3 separate regions of the Mus musculus genome follow, and all the other regions are linked to region 3. A link is a contact called in public HiCAR-type and promoter capture Hi-C data. All regions are on one chromosome and are shown on one strand. Each heading gives the region's core, a stretch centred on a gene start, on an enhancer-like site or on the middle of the called end of the contact. The rest is flanking DNA. Distances are from core to core; before and after follow the strand shown.

Region 1 (3,667 bases), core at 1,058-3,557, 1.2 Mb after region 3:
CCAACCACACTACCACCCAGGGAACAAGAGGCACTGCACACAGGAAGTAGCATTTCCTGTAGCTGGACAGCTCTTCAGCCTCTCTCTTGGAGGGAACCTAATTTTCCAGGACTCCCCGCCCAGATACAGTCTTCCCCAGAACACTGTGTCCATCCAGAGAGCCATATGACAACAGAAACCTAACAGGACACCCTTTTGTCTTGCAAGAAGACCGCAACATATTCATAGGTATCGCTCCAAGGAATGCAGTTATCTGATCAGTCTTGGTAGCCCTAAAACTGTGGGTGGATTCGTCAGGGCCAGAGTCTGTCTTTCTGAATCTTGGTCCATCAGTCAGAACACAGACAGCTCCCAACATCCTCCAGGAGCTGGGATGTACAGAATCAGCTTGGAACCAATGGTGGAGACCCTGAGCTGGGAGATGGGCCGGTGCAGGAAGTTTTTTAAACGAGTTCCTGCCCAGTAACAAAGTAACAGAGAGGAAGTCCAGCCCTGCTTATCTCAGAGTGAGGAAGAGAAGATGAGCAGAGGCCAGCAAGCACAACAGGAGAGTCCCAGTCTCGGAAATGCTCCCGTGGCCACTGACAAAGCACAGTGTCTCATCCTGAGCACCCAGGGACATCGCTTCACCTCTCAGCAGAAGCACCTTAGTGGACATGGTCACTTTTCATGCTTGTAGGAATTAAATGAGGTGAGATGCAGCAGGCACCTGACAGCTAGACCTGAGTGAGACCTCCCTTCCCTTACCAACATGGAGGTCCGAGTCACTCATAGCCTTACGAAGTACAGTCAGAAGAAATCCAAGCTGCTTACTGAAGCTAAGTGCAGTGGAATCCGGTCCAGCTCCCACGGAGAGTGGTGTGAGCATGCAATCCCCTACACTGTGAGAAGGGGCCATTCTGTGAGATGGCGACTCCTCAAGGTCGTTACAACAAGAAGGCTAAATGGCTGCCTTTCAGAGGATGAATAGCCACCAATTCCTTCTAGATAATCAGACCAGTGTGTCTCAGCTGCAAAGTACCATGGCTTCCAGTGTTCTGTTCTCCCTACCAGCAGACATTAGGATGGGAGCCCTCTCTCCCCTGACACCTGACCCATTCTTGCCGGAAGACACGGCCTCTTGTAAGGAAATGAACTTGCCAAGACATAGACTGACTTTCTGCAACAATGAACATGCATGTAAAGTGTGGGCTGGACTGTCCCCCCCCCCCCTCAGTTTCCACAGACAATGCAGCAGTCACAGCGTGCAGTCAGGGCCCACATGCCTGCCTTCCATCTTTCATATAGATGTGCCACCTTTGATTCAACCCCTGTTTAAATCAAAACCTCTTGACCTTTCGCTTAAATAAAAGGCAATTGCCGGGCTGTCCCATTATGAATAACAAATAGGACCATTATTTAAGAGGCTGCGCATTCTAAGGAGCTGGGAGGCCATTTTTAGGAAATCTATGGCAGAGGATAGTCTAATTATAACCTAGGCTTATGTCGTGCTCAACCCCAAGATGTCTCAAAGCCCACTGTGGTTTTCTAACCACCTTCCTCCAGAAAAGAAACCATCAACAAAGAAACACACCACCAGTCAGGTGCATTTCCTGCCAGACAAAAATCAGCTCAGGGACATTTGAAATCGCACTTCCTAACAGTAAAAGCAACCGTGCCTGTGTCTTTGGACCAAAGCACTGACACTGTAATAACCCTCTTGGTAAAATAAACCTGGCCTAACATGAACTATGACCAGAAATCTTATGGGAAAGACACCTTGGGTGGAGCTTCTGGCTAAGCAGTGTCCTGTGGTGATTGAATGGAGTGACCCAAAAGATTAGATAAGTCAAAGCCCCGAAACTCAGACCTTGTGCCTGTTTGGAAATAAGCTCCATTCAGAAGTGAATAAGGCGAGGCCATGCTGAAGTGGCACTCGAGGAACCTTGGTCCACAGGTCTGTCAAGAGAGAAGGGAAACCATTCTGTTGGGACAGAGACACGGAGACTCCAGTACGGAGGTGGTAGCCAAGATGAGAGAGTAGAGCCTCTACGAGCCCAGAGAGGCCAGGGCTGGAGAAGTTGGAAGGAGCCAGGAAGGCTCTACCCACCCCTCAGGGGACCTGCTGCAGTGGCTTTGTTCTCAGACTCCTGACTGCAGGAGAGCCCAGTTCACACCAGGGTCATGGGAAATGTACACAGGCACGTGAGTGACATTCCATGGAAATTTCTAGCCTCCAATGAAGCAGAGAACAGAAGCCCTCACACATTTTCTTACGGCAGCACATTAGGTGACGTCAGCAGGGTGACTACGTGAGGAAAAAGGGCCACTTCTGCATCCTACCTCATTGGTCTCTTGGCAGGACATTCACACCTCTGTGCACCACTGCTGTGTGACACTGCTGTTTTGCAGAATAATGGACTCTAACCACAGGTGACTTGAGCACATCTATGGCTGGTCTCCCCAAACCTATCAATGGGACAGGTAAGACGTGTGGAGGTGGAAGGATGTTCAAAGAATCACTAAAGGCACATGATGTACATGCATGCATTCTGCACACAGACGCTCACCGCATGTGAGAACCATGGGCACACAGAGTCACCTGGGCAGCACTTTCCCAGATTCTGGCGGTACTCTGGACACAGATATTAAACTCCATGCCCAGAAAACCTCCACTCACGGCATGCAGCTCCTTCCACACTCACACAATGACGGGGCATTCTGTTGTTCCAGCTGAGCAGCCAGCCCAGCCCTGGAGCCTGCCCTGCAGGGGTTGGTGGACCGTTTCACCCCGGAGAGAACAGACATGTGAGTTCAAATGGTGACTCTAAGCCACAACAATGTCGGCACACCTTAGCTCTGCGACTGTATACTCGGGACCAGAGAGGGCCGGCCGGCCACACATAGCTGCTATTTCCAGTGTTTCACATAGTGGGGTTTGCTTTATTTTCCCACTACCTGTGGAGAGGAGAGATTAGAGGAAAAGCTAGCCAGAGTCACCCCACCATAGGGGTGTCATAAAGCCAAGGCTGACCTCGCTCTTACAGCCTCACCCTCCTAGATTCTGGGTTGACAGTCATATGTCACCATGCCAGGTTTATATGGAGCTCAGTCTAGGACCCAGGGCTTCACCAGCTGCAGGCATCGCCAGCCAAAGTGGTACCTGTAGTTTGAAAGTGTGGCAAAGATGGCTCTGACCTTGGACATGAGACTCAGTATGACAAAAAGCCTGGTTGTTTAAAATGGTTTGATTTTTGGCTTCTTAATAAAATTCATCTTTCAGTTCTGTGCCGTGTGCTAAGGATGGAGGAACATACAGGTGGGACAGAGGATCTGTGAAGAATCACTAAAAGCAAACACACAGGATCCGTGTTTGTTCCTACACTGCTATGTGAACACCCTGGGAAGGGCTTAGCAGGGTCAGACGTTCCAGTCACGAAGACAGATTTCCCTTGGTGCAAAGCATGAAAAGCAACTGGGGAACACAAAGCATAGGTGTCTTTCACCACAAACGGTGAGCTGCAAGCCAGACTCCCTGTTTCTAGGTCAAGCAGTCACTTGGCTGGACAGTTGCTGGCTGACAACGTTCGAACTGTGTCACCAACAGCTCCTGAACACTACCTGATAAGGCAGGGGCAGACTGCAGAATTTACTGGAACACCACTCCTGCCCACTGGCCTATTTATGG
Region 2 (3,521 bases), core at 683-3,182, 1.4 Mb after region 3:
TCTTTTCACAATGTCTGCGTGCCTGCGACTTGGAAATGGGATGAGGTGAGGAGGCAGACTGTGGCCGTGTTCCTGACTGGCTCTACACCGGCACTCCACACTTAGGGTATCAGAGCTACAGAGAGCACAGTTGTCATTCAGGGATGACCTATTTGGGTGACAATCCCTATCTCTAGTCTATCGTCTCTCCTCACGTTTCACCTATGAAGCCACCTCCAGATCCTCTCTCCTCTACCTCACCCAGCATCTTTGCCACTGCGCTGCTTGACTTTCTGAGGACTGTGGCGTTCTGCTGTTCTCTCAGCTGCCCACACAGTCCTGCTCCTGGGACATTTGCAGGATTTCTCCCCACCCCATGACTCCTGCATGCCTACCCCAGACTTGGCTTTACTCCCACATTACCAGGGCTCCACAACACAGCATATTTGTCCAAGCTGATGGCAAGGAGACGTTAGTGCCCCCTCCCCTCCGCTGATAGCCACAGCCAGTCTTCTGTCTTGTTTGCAGAGCTGATCTAGTAGGCAGGGTTCGGCATCTCATATGGCGGATGATTGGATGGGCTAGTGTGATTTCTCCAGGAAGGAGTTGATGATTGACATCCCTAGTCCTTGCTATGTTTGGTAGCGTGACCCACAGACAGATGCCAGCAAGGCAGCCTGCATAGGGACAGCATTTAGGCAAGTCTGAGTGAGTCTGTCAAGTATGCTTTTACCCATCACCTCCTTCCCGGCTTAGTTTCCAGATACCCTCTTCCTCAAAACGTTGTACCACAATTCAAGCGATGTCCATCTAGGCATTGACTTATATACTTAAGCAGTCATCTCTACGTATTCACACACGATGTAGGCAGGGACTATGTCTAACATGTCTCTGCTTTATGCCAGAGCCTAGCACACTACATCGTCCACAGTAAGCAGTTAGCCGAGGGTGAGACAATGGCTGGCATGTGCAAGTGAGGGACTTCGTGAGTGTGAATGAGAGAGAAGAGTGTGAATGGGAAATGCAAGTCCACAAGTGAGCGAGGAGTGAATGAACTTGTCAAGAGAAAGCCAATGATTGGCCTCAGCCACGCTTGCAGCATCCAGATAGTTTGCTTTCAGAGTACTGGATACCCTCTCACAGGACAACAAGCCCACGACACAGGCTCCTTACTGGTCCCAGAATCCCGAGGGAGGACATGTGAGGCTGGTGTCTCAGGGAATGAGACTTTCATGGCAACTTTGGGGATCTTCGGTGAAATGCCACCTTGGGCCGTGAGTTCTTTTTACCCTGCAATTGATGACATCCCAAAAGCAGTCTGGCCAGCTCAGCTGAATGGATGTGGGCAGCCCACAGCACCCGGTGAGGTAATGGGAGCCTCCCCATTCTAGGAACTTCATCTTAGCTGCTATGGCCAGGTACTCCTGGGGCCCGGGTTTTAACCTGTGATTTTTGTAAAATGAGAAATATAAAATGCTTAGAGAGGACTCATAAGGGGAAGCTCACTCTTGAGAGGATAGAAATAAAGTCCAGGATGGTCTCCATCACTGAGGTGGTGAGCAGGCTCCGCAGGATGGTCAAGGGAGAAGGAACCACCATTTTTATTAAGTACTCGGCAGGAATTAGGATTGTGATTTGTCCGTGGATAGTGCCGAGCAGTGGAATCAAGAATCAGACTCCAAGTGTGGAGCGATGGCTCGTGTGTGCTGACAGAGTTCCTTTTGGAGGCAGGGGACAGATCTCCAGACACACGGCCCACACCAGTTCCCCTCTATCCTCACCCACAGTCTTGGGAAGGCATTCACATCTTGAGAATGTTCCAGAGCCCCACATCCTGCTGGGAGAATGCAGTCATTCAGTCCAGAGACATGTCCGGTCTCTAAGAGTCCGACTGGAGCACATGCTCTGCCCCAGTGTGTCAATATTTCTGTTTGTCCTAGAGACCAGACACTCCACCTGACTTCCTGAGGGCTCTTGTAGATGCTGGAATTCATAAGAGAGTCCCTGCAGGACAGGTGAGATGGCTGGAAGGGCCCATGGCGGAACTGGACTGAGGAACTGGACTGACGTCTAAGCTGCCTCCCGGTGCTGTTTGGCCCTCAGTTCAGGAGACAGAGTGCTCCAACTGATATTGCTAGTTTCTACAATTAAATTCAGGGACAGCCCCAACCTCCAGACTAGGAAGCCTGTCGGATCAAATTGAAACCTTTAAAATCATTTCAACTATTCATTTATATACAGGGACTTGGCAAGTTGCTCTAAAATCAAAATTAAAAATACCCTGTGAGTCGGCAGCTGGAGAATAAGAGCATAGGTCTTTCCCTTCTCAATTGAAGCCTTCCCGACACGTTCCCAATAACTCCTGAGTGAATTGTTGGTGAATGAGAGGCAACTGCCAAGATAATTGTCTAGCTGGGTTATGGTTATATGACCCATCCAGGCTCGTGCCTCAGTGCCCAGAGTCTTTGACAAAACCCACATTTCAACTTGTACTTTATTTCTAGAAATATTATCTTCAAAACCTGGACTAGATGAGCCACAGTGTGAATGTGTGCTGAAGACACACACACACACACACACACACATACACACATACACACACACATACACACACATACACACACACATACACACACACACACATACACACACACATACACACACATACACACACACACATACACACACATACACACACACATACACACACACATACACACACATACACACATACACACACATACACACACACACATACACACACACACATACACACACGGTCTGATAAAAGCATAGATTCCTATTTCAAAGGCACTAAGGTATTTTTATATATGTTTACTCTTACACCATGGGCCTCCTGCTGTTTTATTAACTCAAGAAAGAGCTCTGAGAGAACTGCTTCTTAAAAGATCTGAGAATGCTGGGCTTTTTTAAAATCCATCAGACAGTAGATTAGGTAGAGAATCATCATGGGGCTCCAACTACAGGGCAGTGGGGTGAGATCGCTGGAGGAAATGTCTGTACAAAAAAAGCCCGAAGGCTCGCAGATCCCCAAGATGAACTGCGGCCAGATGGTGCTGAGTCAGATGTCGGTGGCGGCCTGCATACCCAAGGCTGCTTGTGGATGGATCCTGGGCTCTGCAAGTCATGTAAAACAGGAGAAGGTCCATAGCAACACGGTTGGCATCTCCACAGGAACACAACGGGCTCCTGTGCGTCTCCCCGAGTCCTTCCACTTCGTTTTTGAGGCTTAACCCAGAATGAAAACTCTGCATTAGGACTGGTGAGATGGGCTCATCAGGGAAAGGACTTGCTACCGAACCTGATGACCTGAGTTCGATCCCTGGAACCCACATGATTCCAAAGAGAGAGAGAGCCAGATCCCAGAGCTGTTCACCGACCTCTCCATAGGCACCACCAGCAAAATACACATGTGCTCAAAAATATAAAAGTAAAGAAGGCAGTTTTAATTCTGTGGTTAAAAGCTTTATGACGTTAGAGGGGTACTGTCATCTTCTGGGCCCCGCTTGCAGAAAGCTTGG
Region 3 (3,733 bases), core at 503-3,002:
AACTCAGAAATCTGCCTGCCTCTGCCTCCCAAGTGCTGGGATTAAAGGCACGTGCCACCACTGCCCTAATTTATAATTTTTGTTCATATTTTTCTGCCTGCTATTTCCCAAATATTCAGTGACTACACATGAGCCAGGCAGTATGATAGGGTTGCTTCTGCTTTATGACGACAGCATATACACTGTAAAGAACAAAAGGCACAAAGAGATCAAACTATGCTAACACAGTGCTTTACCAAATATCAAAATCCCAACCCTAGTAATCACTGCCTTTTCGCCAAAGGTTTTGGAAATCAAGGAAATGAATGAACAGGATTTAGAATGTTCCCTAACATATATTAACACAAGTGTGAAGTTTTGCAAAGTTTTAAATATCCCTACATGTTCTACAGGAATGCATGTCAGTTACTTTAATGCAACTTAAACTATATAATAGTCAAACAAGTATTCTAAAAATAATTTCAAGTAAAATGCATGTTCCAGGAAAAACAACTAATGCTTTATTATGTGACTTCAGACAACAGTATCTGGCCAGGCAGTGGAGATTATGAAATTCCTCATACTCTACTTCCCTACTCCACAAAGAAAAGTCTCACATCAAGTGGCAATTTGTGCTCCCAGTGATGAATATCATATAGCTCAAATTTGTTTGTGGAACTAATTATTAAATGCTTTATGGAAAAAGGAGGAGGGGATCAGGGCTGGGCTGGTTAAATAGACATCAAACATAGTTCAGCCTGCTCTGGAAACTATTCACAGCATTAGTAGCTTATAGAGGACAAAACAAACATCACTTCTAAGTCGTATTTTTCACAGAGGAAACACAACTAAATCAGCAGGTCAGATCAAGATAAGCCACCTGGGACTGTATCTTCTGACATCTGTAACTACAATTTTGGTTAACTGCTTCCCTTGTTGAAGCTGGTTTGCATAACTGACTGCACCAGCCACCTGGGTCCTTCAAGTGGGTACATGGTGGTGCATAATACTACAGTTATAATTTCTGTACAACGCATGTAAGATGACGTGTATTAAATACTTTCTGAATGTCCCAATACAAGTGCACTTCTATAGGTATATCTGGAGAATACATATAGTCTCGAACTTTTTCTCAACGAGCTGGAGCAAACGATTCAAGTTGCGTTTATAATAATAGTGTATTGTAGGCAATGGTGTGAATACACGAGCATCTTAAAACAACTATCAACACAGAAAACCAAGAATTCAAATTGCTATCAAACACACACATTTTGTTCAACACCAACTACAGGAGTTAACTATTTGAATTTCTGCTGTTTTATCACTCGGAGGTTTGATATTATGCTTTCCATCCCCAATAAAACAATTAAGTTCGTTGGCAGGCTTCAGGTGCTGAAGTTCAAATGCACTCAAACATTTTAACTCGTGGTAAAGTCGATGACCACAGGCTTTGGAAGGTGCCTCCATACCTGTTGCATTAGTGCTTTGCTTACCTAAGCAGCCCGTGAACCCCAACCCTGCCGAATGAAGGAGCTGGGGGAGCGCGCAGGTCCCAGGTAGCTAGGTGGCAGGGGGCAGGGCAGCGTGCGGATACAACTAAGCATCAGGACACGATTTCTTCACCCGGTGGCTGCCACCTGAAATCAGTCCCCAGCGAGCCGGCTGCACCGTGGAAGGCGGGTGGTGACGCTGGGACAAAGCACGGGAAGGACGCAGCCTCCCTAGGACCAAGAACCTCCCTGCCTCCTCCAACCCGCCACACCACTTGCTTAGCAGAGGTTGCCCCGCCCCACTCCGACCGGAAGCTGCCGCCACAAGAAGCCGGCCGGGCGTTTCCGCCAGCTGCTTGCCGCGCAGGCGCAGTGGGAACAGGCGAGCCTGCCGGCTTTTAAAGGCACAGGCGAGGCAGGGGCGGGCCGGCGCGGCGGCTCAGAGCGCCTGCGCAGCGCGCCTCCACTGTCTCTGCCTGTAGCAAAGGATGTTCGGTCCCTCGCCGCTGGATGTCATCGTTGAGCCGAATTTGAGGAACTTGGAGCCTGGGTTGCTGCCCTGACAGGACTGGCTTCTGAAGACTTCCAGGACAGAAGAGAATCCTCCCACCTAAAAAGTCTAGGGCTCCAGAAAAAGACTTTTGCAAAATTAATTCAGGTTCTGTGTTCTTGGTAGCCTTTTCACTGTGCAGAAATAATACATAATAATAAAAATAATTATGTATTACATAGTAATAAATAATTCATGGCGCAGAAACATACTTACATGGACTAAAGGCTTTTCAATGGTGCTCGGTGATTTGGAATAAAGCTAGCTGATAGTGTTATTGAACACCTTACTGTCACTCAATAACTATACTAGATACTCAAAATAGAAGTATAAACGTACGCTCCACGTCTCAGAAACTCTTACTTTCCACTGGCATTGGTGGCTATGACCTGCCCTACTCCACCAATAAGAGTTCAGAAATTATAGGCAAAGTGTGGGGAACACTTTCTTTGAAGGTGAAACTTTGCAGTCCTGGTGAGACACTAGAGTGTCAATTGCTTTCAGGGGTTGTCTAATGTGTTTACGCTGCATTTCACAAGGCCGACAGTCCAGGGCTAGTTTAAAGTGGGGCCAGATCCTACGGCTCCGTGTGGCCAGTTATTTTCTCTGTAGTTTCCCTTAGTCTCACGATAGTTTCCCTGTGGTGTTGCAAAGCCACACGTTACTGTACAGGAGCATCAGCGGTGCTCGTACAGCTTGTACAACTCTTACACATCCGTGTCTTATTCAACTGCTCCTGCGCTCCGACGTCAGGCACAGGTCGGGCTCTGCTTTACTGATACGAAAGAACCACAAATTATGAGCCGAGAAAAGCTATTAGTTAATTCAAAGCTCTTGCTCTAATGTGCTTTTTAGCTGCATGGTTAATGGAGAACCAAATTTGTTTTATCCTCAGAGTGGGGGGAAAAAAAAGTAAAAAGGAAGGGCATAACTACCTGAAAGTTAGGCATGGTGGAAGAGAAAGTTTAGTGCAGATAAGTGAAAGAGCATAGCCAAGAGCAGGCACATTTGGGAGAGGAGGGGAGAAGAGGAGAGAAGAGAAACTCCTTGTTCTCCGAAATGTGTTCAGGCAGCAGTTGACTGGAAACGCCGAGATGTATCTTGCCCCTACGGGCTACCGTAGCATGAAGGCGGAGCCCAGTGTCCTGCGCATGCGCATAGGGGTGCACAGGTTGGCTTCGCGCTCCCGGGAGGAAGCTGGAGAACAGGTTATGTGGGGGCCGGCGGGGTTATTTGCCAGGGACACCGCGCGCGAGCCGGAAGTGGAGGCTGCGCCAGCTGGGCCCGCCGCGCCGCAGGAGCTCCGGGCTAGACAGTGGCGACGGCGGCCCCTCGGCGGGAGGAAGACGATGAGGAGCGGCGGGGGCGGCGCGGGGCCTCGCTGCAGCGCGGAGCCGGGTTCCGAGCCCGCGGCCGACTGCGCAGCCCGCCCGCGAGCCTGAGTAAGTGCGGCGGGGACGCGGGCGGCCTCCCCGACCTCCTCACCCCGCAGCTCGGATTCGGGAGCCCGTATCTACTCCCAGAACAGTCGGCCAGCAAACCCCGGGCTTGGGTCGGAGGGACTGGGCGCGTTTGTCTGTAACAGGTGCAGACCTGCTAACCTCGCAGCTGCGGGCGACGGGGCCATAAAATCCAGAGAGTTGTCGCACACTTGAAGTCACTGGGCCTCTTTTTTTTTTTAGCCATTGGTGTGAAGCGAGAATGCATCAGGGAG

What was found. Promoter capture Hi-C pulls out the DNA fragments that hold promoters and counts their contacts. HiCAR-type assays count read pairs that join an accessible place to other places.
Region 1: a promoter capture Hi-C map of hippocampal neurons shows a contact between it and region 3, with 6 times the contacts expected there. The contact joins the enhancer-like site here to the promoter of Lig4 in region 3. A contact is called at or near these places in 19 of 39 promoter capture datasets (the 3T3-L1 cell line, 3T3-L1-derived adipocytes, the C10 cell line and 10 more), 10 of 484 Hi-C or Micro-C datasets (the HL-1 cell line, the N1E-115 cell line, adipose-derived mesenchymal stem cells and 7 more), 12 of 115 datasets of contacts at active chromatin or transcription factors (T-cell acute lymphoblastic leukemia, astrocytes, embryonic forebrain and 9 more) and 3 of 9 other capture datasets (adipose tissue, embryonic stem cells and liver).
Region 2: a contact with region 3 is called in a HiCAR-type map of astrocytes, with 2.4 times the contacts expected there. The contact joins the enhancer-like site here to the promoter of Lig4 in region 3. A contact is called at or near these places in 3 of 39 promoter capture datasets (the 3T3-L1 cell line, the C10 cell line and embryonic stem cells), 2 of 115 datasets of contacts at active chromatin or transcription factors (astrocytes and embryonic forebrain) and 1 of 9 other capture datasets (adipose tissue).

The regions. Positions count from the first base shown.
Region 1 is chr8:11,180,069-11,183,735 of GRCm38.p6, forward strand. No RefSeq gene overlaps it. Among named protein-coding and RNA genes, the nearest start is that of Gm15418, 5.8 kb to the right of the region's middle. Within about 2 kb of position 2,308, at least 37 of the 459 cell types and tissues checked have an H3K27ac peak or open chromatin away from gene starts, as enhancers often do.
Region 2 is chr8:11,349,654-11,353,174 of GRCm38.p6, forward strand. The region is part of intron 3 of Col4a2 (collagen, type IV, alpha 2); the gene reads left to right. Among named protein-coding and RNA genes, the nearest start is that of Gm46030, 11 kb to the left of the region's middle. Within about 2 kb of position 1,933, at least 12 of the 459 cell types and tissues checked have an H3K27ac peak or open chromatin away from gene starts, as enhancers often do.
Region 3 is chr8:9,974,559-9,978,291 of GRCm38.p6, forward strand. It overlaps Lig4 (ligase IV, DNA, ATP-dependent), which reads right to left and starts at 1,753. Exons shown (of 2, transcript NM_176953.4): 1 at 1,473-1,753. Abhd13 (abhydrolase domain containing 13) reads left to right here and starts at 3,159. Exons shown (of 2, transcript NM_001081119.1): 1 at 3,159-3,461.